Linked DNA regions of Arachis hypogaea: region 2 is linked to region 1. The links are chromatin contacts, called in public Hi-C maps. All regions are on one chromosome and are shown on one strand. The core of a region is the stretch at or near the end of the contact, and the rest is flanking DNA. Distances in the headings are between cores, read along the strand shown.

Region 1 (6,150 bases), core at 1,763-4,262:
AGTAGCAGTTTCTATAGATACATAAAACAATATATTTGCATCTTCATTTTAAAAACAATGCATTTGTGTAATTTTAAAGATATAACAATTTATTTATGTAAATTGTCCTGTAATGATATTTAAGTAAATTGTTTGGACGAAAATTTCACAAGTTCCCGTGGCATGGGGAGGTGCGAATTTTGTTGTGATCCCTATGTATGTGGGCGCTGGCCGTGCGTCACCCATGCCTTCCTCAACCAAAATGCAGTTGTTTTTTCATTTTTCAACACCATTCCACTTTCAATCCGGTATGCTTTAATTTATCCAATTTCTTTATTATATTTCTTGCAGAAATATTCAATTGTTAATTGATACATGTATAGATTCTTCGTCCAGTTTTCATATCCTTTTCTCATCATTAGCCTTTTTCCTTTTACTATATTTTATTCCCGCGAGAAGCAAAAAGAAGAGTTGGCAAACAAGCTCGATCTGAGAACGAGACAAATAGAGTTGTGGTACTGTGGTTTCAGAATAAGAAAGCAAGGTAGTAATTCAATTTTTCTATGTTTTAAATTTGATCACTTTTAAGTTTTAATTAAAAATGTTGAATACTAATTAATGAATGTACACGCAGGACAAAATTAAAGCAAATGAATAGATGGAGTGTGAGGTATTGAAAAGTGGTGTGAGAGGCTAAGAGAAGAGAACATATGGCCTGAGGCATTGATGTTGTTTATTGGAAACAGTTTACATACATTATTATTATTAAAAATCTACTACTTGTTCATTGCTGAGAAGAAGGAAATAATCTAGTAGAGAAGAAGAATAAACAAGAATAAATTACTATTTGTATTTATAAAAATACGAAAACTGACAAATGTATTCATCAAACAAAAAAATTAATGTTATACTCATCAAAGATAAATTGTCTGTAACAAAAATATCCAAACCTTAATTTTTTATTAATTTTTTAATAAAGTTCCCAAATTACTCTCCCTTATCTTCAACCCTTCCTCTCTCTCTCTCTTCTTGCACAACCTCTATAATCCTTCTCTCAGCATATATAGTAAAACCCTCATTGAGCTAGAAATGTTAGCAAATTCATGAACCACAACCTGAGCACCACTGCCATCTCTTTTGTGGGAGTTAAGAACACCATTTTTAAATTTTTCATTCCGCCGTAAGAAAACTCGTCAACAGCACCAAAAGATCAAACATTTTTTAGTCGTATTTTCCGAAGAGCTTCTCTCCTTTCCCAATTATATCCTCTCTTTCCTCGAACTCTTTCGCTGTTAAGTCCAGCACCGCCGTACCTTCTTCTGCATAAACCCTAGTCTAGGTCCCAACCGCGAAAGCAAAAAGATAACAAGGCATCGGCTGCTCCATCACAAACTCCTCCACCACGTGGTCTTGATCGCACCAGTTCAAGTTTAATGAGGCGAGGGCAGCAGTATTGTAGTCACATGGAGGGCGTTGTTATCACGCAGTTTGCAGTCATGACCGCGAAGAGCTCAGAAGGGATGCTGAGGATGACAGAGTAGCAAATCCTTCGGACAAGAATGTTGTGGGAGGGAAAGATAGAGCGCGCATGAATGGCTTGACACTGAGTGTAGACATAAGGGTGAGTTTTGTTGCAGATTTGTGGAGGGAAGAGTTATTGGAGTGCGGAGGAGGAAGAGGAGGTGGAGAAGGTGAGGATGAAGGAAGAGTGGTTGGAAAGCATGAGAGTGAGGAGGGTGTCCTTAATGGGGTCAGAGGTGGTGGAGAGGGAGAAGAGGATGGCTTTGTCGGCGTGAAGGGTGGAGTGGATGGTGAGGGAGCGAGTGTTGAGGAAGAAGGGGCCAGAGTGGGATTCGGAGAGTAAGAGCGCAGAGGTGCGAATGGTGGAAGAGGAGAAGTCGAAGTGCATAGTTAAAGCTGTGTGAGTTTTGGCTGGCTAAATTGACTCAGTAAATAGGTGAGAATCAATAGTCATTGTTAGAGAGAGAAATATGGGAGGGGGGAGGAGAGAGAGAGAGAGTGAGTGTGAGAGAGAGAGAGGGGTTGAAGATAAAGGAGGGTAATTTAAAAAATTTATTAAAAAGTTAACAAAAAATTAAAATTTAAATATTTTTGTCATACGAAGTCTATTTTTGATGGGTACCACGTTAGTTTTTTTGTTTGATAGATATATTTGTTAGGATTCGTATTTTTTATAAGTATAAATGATAATTTATTCAATAAACAAAGAAAAAGAGCTCAAAAGTTAAGTGTCAGAATAGAAACAAAAAATGAATGAAGAAAAAGAAATCATTACTCCCGTTTTGATTTTTTAAAATTTACAAAAATTTAAATATATGAAACTGTTATTATTAACCATTTGTATTTAAAAAAATTTTAAAGTCTCACTAAGTTGAAATCGTTATTATTGATTTTCTTTTTAAAAAATTTTACTTTTTCAGGCATTTTTAATAGTTACTGCTGATTTTGGAAAAAATTTAAAATTTTAATTAATTAAATTATTACTAACAATTTTTTTAATAACTATCCCATATTAACAAAATTTACTAAGAAATCCTAATATTTTAATAAATGTCACCTCTGAACAAAAATTCACCTGTTTGTATGCTTATGTTTAATGTTTATGAAAATATTTGATAATAAAAAAAAATCAATTAAAAATTATTAGAATTTATTTTATTTAATATTTTATTAATTATCATGATAATTAATAAAATATTAAATAAAATAAATTCTGATTATTTTTTTGTTTTTTTAATATTACCAAATATTTAATATATTAGTAACTTAAAATGATGTGTTTTTAAGTTGTTTTACAGTGACATTGAAAGTTGAGAATACTCATAATCTAATATAAGAGCAGGTATTTAAAGCCTGACTTAGTTGCTTCTTAGGATGCCTGTTGCCCCTATTAATCATACCAAGTGCCATAAGTACCAAACCATGACCAGTCAATATCTCACACAGTTACTTTTTCGGTGCAAAGAATCTCACACGATTTAAGTACACTCACATGCGCGCCAGGATTCAGTTGAAGTGGAAAATCACGGTGTTTTTTAATTGATGAAAATCTTAAAATATTACATGTGTAAATACGTAGAATGAGTGAGTTTACGGTGTTGCAATATTTAGAATTAGAATTAGAATTGTCCAATCTATGTTAAAAAAAACAAAAATGGTAGACTCACATCAACCTCTCCCTGTCACACATAACAAAAACTAGAAAGAGGGAACACTACATTAAGTATTAGGTAAGGCAAGACCACGTTCGCATTCCAATAATAATTTGAATTGTAATTTCTTCTTGGTCTTGGTGATAATAGAAGATGAAGAAAACGCCTTGTTCCTCTTATCAGAAGAACCACCTGATTGGGTCCTTCCCAAGCCCAGGGGCACCAAACTACAGAGAGAAAGGCGCAGTGATAAGTTCCCAAAAGGGATGGAGCTCAGAGAGAGTAGCAAAAGCTTCAAGCAGCAGCATAAGAAGACACACAATGTCTGGTCTCACACCCTTCTTCAGCGCCGGCGGAAGAACAATGCCTTCCAAATGGGACGAAGCTGAGAGATGGATTTGTAGCCCAGTTTCTTCTTCTTCTGCTGACGTCAGACAACCTCATCAGCGTAGACCCAAGTCCATAAGCGGCCCAATTGTTGATCATGGTCAACAAGGCGGCCCTCAAGTGGCGGCTTGTTACTACTCCAATAACCATGCCTACTCACCTTCTTCTTCTTCTTCTTCTATGGGTCCGATTCGGCAGGGTTTGGTTGTGAGGAACTTGGTAGTTGGTTCACCGTTCTCCACCGGTGTGCTTGCACCGCTTGCTGTTTCTGTTCACCATTATGATGATGCTTATCATTTTGGGGATGGAATGGATTCTTCTGGTAGTCCTCTGCTCCACGCTGCACCGCTCTGCCCTCAACACTCATATCACCCATCGTCTCCTATCTGCCAAGGTAAAATATAGCGGGAAAAATCAGGTGCACTCGTCTTTACAAAGTTGATAATTAAAAGTAGTTAAGTAAAAATTTAGCTAAATCAGTCAAAATGATCTGATCACTGTAACTAAATTTTCATTTATTTATGGTAAATTCTACTCTATCTTTCCTATAATAACATGTATATTACCCTCTGTGACATGTCACTCTCTAATTGGTGGTTATGTTAATTATAGTTAAACTATTGGTAATTAAATTATAGCCCAAATGGGTAATTGTATAATTTACTAAACTATTAAAAATTTAATTTTTTGTTTCTTCCCCAAATCATGCTCCGAACAAATAAATAAAATAAATACAATAAAAAATAAAAATATGAAAGAGAGTATTATAAATTTTATAATGTCAAACAAAAAGAAAATATTTTATAATTTTTTTAGTACTGTTAGTACTCTTTAATTTAGTATTATTTTAGACTATAAATTTTCATTATTTATGGCTTTATTGTTACTTATAATTAAATTTTTATTTATTTTATCCTTGGATCATAATTTATATTATACAAAATTTTGATAATAAACGTAGTATATAATAATTATAATTACAAATTTTACAAGGTCAGAATAAAGAATATAAAAATTAATACAAAACAAAAATAGAGTACATCAAAAAATGAAAAAAAATCATACAGATCAAAAATAATAAAAATTCCATAAAATCAACAATATATATCATATGAACAAAAAAATACAATAAAAATAAATAAAATTCGTATGAATAAAATCAAATAAAAAAATAAAAAAATTTCGTACACAACCTAAATACAATGTAGTAAAGGATAGGAAAAAAAAAGAATTCATATGAGCAAAAAAATAATAAAAATATCATAAAAAAAAGTCAACAATATTTGTCATATGAATAAAAGAAATACAATAAAATAAATAAAAAATCATATGAACAAAGCCAAACAAAAATAAAAAAAAAGATTTCATAAAAAATATACCTATAAAAAATAATATAGTAAATGATAAAAAAAACTCATAAAAATATAACATAAGAAATCAGAACACTACACAAATAATATAAAAATATTTATCATATAAATAAAAAATATAATAAAAAATATAAAAATTAAAATATAAAAATGAGTACTAAAAATAAAAAAATTAAAATATTCAATTTACTAGTGATTAAAACAAATCTGAACTATTTTAATGAAAAAATAAATTAGAACGAACAACTATGAAAAAGTAGGAAGAACTACAAAGAATTATTGTGAAGGTAATAGTTACTGGTATCCTTTTCAAAGAAGAAAATGAAGGGTAGGGTTGGTAAAAAAGAAATAAATTTTTCATCTAATTTTCCAAGGATAATAAGTAACCATAAAACGCAGAGGCTACAAATTTTAGCTTCTCCTGAACGTGCTTTCAGAAGCAGAATCAATTCTGCATTCAGAAAGATAAAAATGGCCAAATATAAAAGTGAAACTTTCAAAAAGCTCAAACGTACTTCTCTCCTCTCCAACGCGTTTGCCAAACACACCCTAAGCAAGACAAGTGGGGTACAGGTTGAGTTATTTTTTCTTTCAATTTCAGAGAGGAATGAAAAAATGGGCATTGAGCTTCTGAACAATGATAAGAAATATAACTTTACTTTTTAATGTTTACAGAAATTATATATTCTTCCCTCTTATAAAAATATTTAATTACAAAATTACTCTACTTTAGTTAATATATTAACTCTTATTAAGTTAAATTAACTCAAACTAAAATTAAACATCCAATTAAAACATGCAATGTCATAAGGGGTAATTTACATGTTGATTTAGAGGGGGTTGGGTAGAACTCACCTTTATTTATATATCTCTCTCAACAAACATTTTCTATTTAAATTAGTAATAATCATAGGAAATTCACTTATTTGGTTCATTTATAGCTCATTAAATATTATCATTTTAAATTAGTATGTGATCAGTCATAATTTATATTTATTAAATTTACAAACATAAATTAATAAAAATTATTAGAATTATAATTTAAAAATTAAGATTTATTGTATACGGTGATTGGGGTGCTGGTAATCTGATGACTGGTCAGAGGGAGAAAACGTGAAATTGTGATTTTGAAAAAAGAAAGAAAAAGTTAAAATAAATAAAAAGATAATTTAAAATTTTTTTATTAAAAGTATTATCCCTAACCTTTTTCATAGGGTTTTTCTCAGACCTTGTAATCCGTG
Region 2 (5,877 bases), core at 123-2,622, 130 kb after region 1:
GGTAGTTGATTTTTTATTACACCTAACACAATTAAAAAGTTTAAACTAACTTAACATCTCATGTATATATAAGATATATTAAAATAATATTAGAGAACAAATTTTTTTTAGACAAAATTAATTATTTTTTAAAATTATTTTATTTATCTTAAATTTATAAATTTTAAATCATAAATTTTAAATTATAAATTTTATATTATAAATTTTAAATCCTTTAAATAATGAGAATTTTTTAAATTAAAAAAATTAACTAATATTAACTAATTAAAAATTAATTTTTTATATTTTCTCTGTATACTATATAAATTTTCTATAACTAAACTACTGTTAGTGATTTCTTTATTCAGTTTTTCATTATATGCCATCCACAAAATTTTAGGTAATATTTTTATAATTGATTCTTGATTTTAAGCTTATCAATAATGTAAAATTAAAGTGAAGTAGATATTATGAGTAAAAAGAATCGTTCATTTTTAGGAAAAATCTTTTGTAATGTGTCGTTCCGGTGACGCGTGCAAATTAAACGATTAGATTTGGTTGCCACAAGATTAAAATGGGACAAAGCCCAGCGCAAGAAATATGAAACCATAGCAATTATCTGGAATTATACCAAAAAAAAAAAATAGCAATTATCTGGAACCCTCGTGCTTCATACAGGAATATTTTATATTATTTGTTTCAACGTAGAAAATTCCAACAAATGATGTTTAGTTTATCCAACATAATTAGATGTGGTAGATGTGCTGTCAATAATCAAGTACGTATCAAATAATAATTTGACAGGTGACGTTGCAATCATGCGTTAATTAACTCAATAATTTGATGAAGCAAATGTTTTATTTAAAAAATCATTGAATATTTTTTTTAAAAATATATAACTAAAAAATTTATAAAATAACAAGAATAATAACTATTTTTAAAGTGTGTTATTTTAATATATTAAATTATATACTCTAATAAATAAAAAAACTAATTATTTATAATTATATCTTAAGTAATTATATAAAAATAAAAAAATCATACAAATTATATAACTCTAAAATTATATAACTAAAAAATTTATTTTAATTGGTACCGATAAATATTTTTGAGTTGGATTTTAATTTATCTTAAAATATCAATATTCATGTAAATTCTTTTTTTTTGGAATAAATTTAATATACTATTTGAAGAGGTTCTCATATGGCATTTTTTTGTCTGGAATGTGATGTTTCATTATTTTGTATCACACAGATATAAATAAAAATATTTAAATAGTTGATATTGGAGGGATGATCCTTTAATAAAAAAAATAGAATAGTCTATGCAGGTGAGACAACCTGATTAATTAGAATGTTTCTCGTATAACACAGAAGGGTAATATCGTAAGTGTCTAATCAGATCTAAACTAAACTTACAAAAGCTTGATTAGTGAAGTTATCTGAGAGAAAGTGTTTAACTGAGACAGTGGCAGACATTTTTTTGATAGAATGGTGGGCTTTAATAATTTATTTTTGTATGAGTTAGGCAGTAGTAATGGGCCACAAAAAATACAAAAATATTTATCTATATTGAAATAGATGTTAAAATTTGAAGATAATAAAGAAGTAAATTAAATTTGTTGTTCGATTAATTAGCTCACTAATTTGTTTTAGTAAGTATCGAAAATTTTAATTTCACTTTCATGAATGAGATTGTTGATTGAAAAAATATAATTTCAAAGACACCAAGATTGAGGTACAATAAATATTCTTTTGAAAAAAATAATCCTTATCGAAAAAGATTCGTCGAAAAGAAGAGGTAAAAGTTAATAGATAAACCTGATCAAAGGAAAGGAACATTTGGAGCTGATTGATGGCCGTTACCTGTGTTGTACAAAAAGAACAAGAACGGTTACTCAAATATTAATGCACGTGAAGTTACATCCGAATCTGATTGGTCGAAGATTTCTATAAATAGGTGAAAGATCGAAGAAATAAGGGTTGGAATCTCTTATCAAAAAATACTCTCGCATACTCACATTTCAACAAATTTCTGAGTCTGCTTAGAGTTTTTGTTTCTGTAGGAGTCCTATCATTGTCTTTATTTTTCAATTAAATTTTTTGCAACTTTTATCTTTCATGCAAATTTACCTTTCAAGCAACATTTACTTTTCCTTTTCCTTTTAAGATACAACACTTCTTTGTGTGGAACGTGATGTTCTGTTGTTTTTGACCATATAGATATGAATTAAAATATGTAAATGGTTGATATTGGAGGGATGATGCTTTAGTAAAAAAAAAAAAGAATAGTCTACGCAGCTGAGGCAACCTAATTAGAATGTTTCTCGTATCACATGAAAGGGTAATATCGTAAGTGTCTCATCAGCAATGAGCTAAGCTTATAGAAACTTGATTAGTGAAGCTATCTAAGAAGAGGAGCCTAACTGAGGTGGTGACAGACGTTTTTTCTTTGGACAGGGTGGTGGCTTTAATGATTTATTTTTGTGTGTTAGGCAGTAGTAATGGGCCACAAAAAAAAATAAAAATATTTATTCATGTTGAAAGAGTACAAGTTGGCTAACTCTTTCAAAATTGGAATAGATGTTGAAATTTGTAGATAATAAAGAAGTAAATTAAATTTGTTGGTCTATTAATTAGCTCACTAATTTATTTAAGTAAGTGTCAAAAATTTGAATTTCACTTTCATGAATGAGATTGTTGATTGAAAAAATATAATTTCGAAAACTCCAAGGTTTAGTTACAGTAAAAACTCTTTCAAAGAAAGCAATCCTTATCGAGAAGGATTCGTCGAAAAGAAGAGGTAAATGTTAATCGATAAACCTGATCAAAGGAAAGGAACATTTGGAGCTGATTGTTGGCGGTTACGTATGTTGTACAAAATGAGCGGGAACGGTTACTCAAAAATTAATGCATGTGGGAGTTATATCTGAATCTGATTGGTCAAAGATTTCTATAAATAGGTGAAAGATCGAAGAAACAAGGATTGTAATCTCTTATCAGAAAATGCTCTCACACATTCACATCCCAACAAATTTCTGAGTCAATTTAGAATTTTTGTTTCTGTAAGATTCCTTCCATTGTCTTTATTTTTTATTTAAATTTTTTGTAACTTTTATCTTTCAAGCAAATGTACCTTTCAAGCAATATTTACTTTTCCTGTTTTTTTTTTTTAAGATTCAGCACTTCTTTGTGCGGAACGTGATGTTCTGTTGTTTTTGACCATATAGATATAAATTAAATTATGTAAATGGTTGATATTGGAGGGATGATGCTTTAGTAGAAAAAAAGCATAATAGTCTACGCAGATGAGGCAACCTGATTAGAATATTCCTCGTATCACATGGAAGGGTAATATCGTAAGTGTCTAATCGGGTCTGAGTTAAGCTTATAAAATCTTGATTAGTGAAGCTATCTGAGAGAAAGAGCCTAACTGAAGCGGTGGCAAAAATTTTTTCTTTGGACAGGGTGGTGGACTTTAATGATTTATTTTTGTGTGTCTTAGGCAATAGTAATGGGCCACAAAGAAAACAAAAATTTTTATCCATGATGGAAGAGTACAAGTTGGCTAACTCTTTTAAAATTGGAATAGATGTTAAAATTTGTAGATAATAAAGAAGTAAATTAAGTTTGTTAGTTTATTAATTAGCTCACTAATTTGTTTAAGTAGGTGTCGAAAATTTGAATTTCACTTTCATAAATGAGATTGTTGATTGGAAAAATATAATTTCGAAGACACTAAGGTCGAGGTACAGTAAATACTCTTTCGAAGAAAGCAATCCTTATCGAGAAGGATTTGTCAAAAAGAAGAGGTAAAAATTAGTCGATAAACCTGATCGAAGGAAAGAAACATTTGGAGCTGATTGTTGGCGGTTACCTATGCTGTACAAAAAAGAGCGGGAATGGTTACTCAAAAATTAGTGCATGTGGGAGTTACATTCGAACTTGATTGGTCGAAAATTTTTATAAATAGGTGAATGATCGAAGAAACAAGGGTTGTAATCTCTTATCAGAAAATACTCTCGCACACTCACATTCTAGCAAATTTCTAAGTCTGCTTAGAGTTATTATTTTTGTAGAATTCCTTCCATTGTCTTTATTTTTCATTTAATTTTTTTGTAACTTTTATCTTTCATGCAAATTTACCTTTAAAACAACATTTACTTTTTCTGTTCTTTTTTAGATTTAGCACTTCTTTGTGCGGAACGTGATATTCTATTATTTTTGACAATATAGATATAAATTAAAATATGTAAATGGTTGATACTGGAGGGATGATGCTTTAGTAGAAAAAAAAAAGCAGAATAGTCTACGCAGGTGAAGCAACCTGATTAGAATGTTCCTCGTATCACATGGAAGGGTAATATCGTAAGTGTCTAATCGGGTTTGAGTTAAGCTTACAGAAGCTTGATTAGTGAAGCTATCTGAGAGGAGGAGCTAACTAAGCGGTGGCAGACATTTTTTCTTTGGACACGGTGGTGGGCTTTGATGATTTATTTTTGTGTGTATTAGGCAGTAGTAATGGGCCACAAAGAAGACAAAAATATTTATCCATGTTGGAAGAGAACAGGTTAGCTAACTCTTTTAAAATTGGAATAGATGTTGAAATTTGTAGATAATAAAGAAGTAAATTAAATAACCAAGTTGGGTTGGTCTAGTGGTTAGCTCACTAGTCCGCTTAAGTAAGTGTCGGGGGTTCGAATCCCGCCTTGTGCATGCAGCAACCCATTGGCCAGCGGCAAACCCTTAAATGGAGCTCAGTACCGCGACGGATTAGTCTTTGACCTGTCGGGTTGGGGGATACCGTGGGAAACCAAAAAAAAAAAAAAAAGAAGTAAATTAAATTTGTTGGTCTATTAATTAGCTCTCTAATTTGTTTAAGTGTCAAAAATTTGAATTTCACTTTCTTGAATGAGATTGTTAATTGGAAAAATATAATTTCGAAGACACCAAGGTCGAGGTACAGTAAATACTCTTTCGAAGAAAGCAATCCTTATCGAGAAGGATTTGCGAAACGAAGCGGTAAAAGTTAATCAATAAATCTGATCGAAGGAAAGGAACATTTGGAGCTAATTGTTGGCGGTTACTTATGTTGTACAAAAAGAACGGGAACGGTTACTCAAAAATTAATGCACGTGGGAGTCATATTCAAATCTGATTGGTTGAAGATTTCTATAAATAGGTGAAAGATCGAAGAAACAAGGGTTAAAATCTCTTATCAGAAAATACTCTCACACACTCACATTCCAGCAAATTTTTGAGACTGCTTAGAGTTTTTGTTTTTGTAGGGTTCTTTCCATTGTCTTTATTTTTCATTTAAATTTTTTGTAAATTTTATTTTTCATGCAAATTTACCTTTCAAGCAATATTTACTTTTCCGGTTCTTTTTAAGATTCAGCACTTTATTTTTTGATTCCAAAGTTCTTTGATTTTATCGAAGACAAATTACTATTTTATTTAAATTCAATGTTGTTCTTTTTAATTCCAGTCATCTTACTGTCAAGTTTACTTTGCTTTTCTTTTAGATTTTCTTTTATTATTTTGTCCAATCAAAAAAAATTTTGATGCGCTTTTGAAAATTGATATCCGTAAGAGGAGTAGGTTTCGCTCACAGATCATTAGATATCAAAACACCTTCGATTTGCTAAAAATCAATAAAACAAAGATAAAAAGTTTTTAAGTTTAATAATGGTGTGAATATTCTTGTCTACTATTTCTAAAAATAAAAACAAATCATTTTTAAATGTGAAAAATACTAGCTAAAAATGTCGCTAAATAAACCAAGTTAACATCAATGCCATGTATTAACATGATTTTAAATCCAACAATATTATTTGAAAGACAATAAAAAATAACCCAAATAGCCTAAAGTATTTTATTTACTATTTATTAATTAATA

Evidence for each region. Hi-C and Micro-C count contacts between places; a contact is called where the count stands out from the background.
Region 2: a contact with region 1 is called in a Hi-C map of an unstated tissue, with 3 times the contacts expected there. The contact joins the enhancer-like site here to the promoter of LOC112798616 in region 1. A contact is called at or near these places in 2 of 8 Hi-C or Micro-C datasets (leaf and an unstated tissue).

What each region holds. Positions count from the first base shown.
Region 1 is chr1:14,416,485-14,422,634 of arahy.Tifrunner.gnm2.J5K5, forward strand. LOC112798616 reads left to right here and starts at 3,013. Exons shown (of 4, transcript XM_025841630.3): 1 at 3,013-3,933. The coding sequence starts at 3,306.
Region 2 is chr1:14,544,164-14,550,040 of arahy.Tifrunner.gnm2.J5K5, forward strand. No RefSeq gene overlaps it. Among protein-coding and RNA genes, the nearest start is that of LOC112798648, 40 kb to the left of the region's middle. Within about 2 kb of position 1,373, at least 2 of the 3 cell types and tissues checked have open chromatin away from gene starts, as enhancers often do.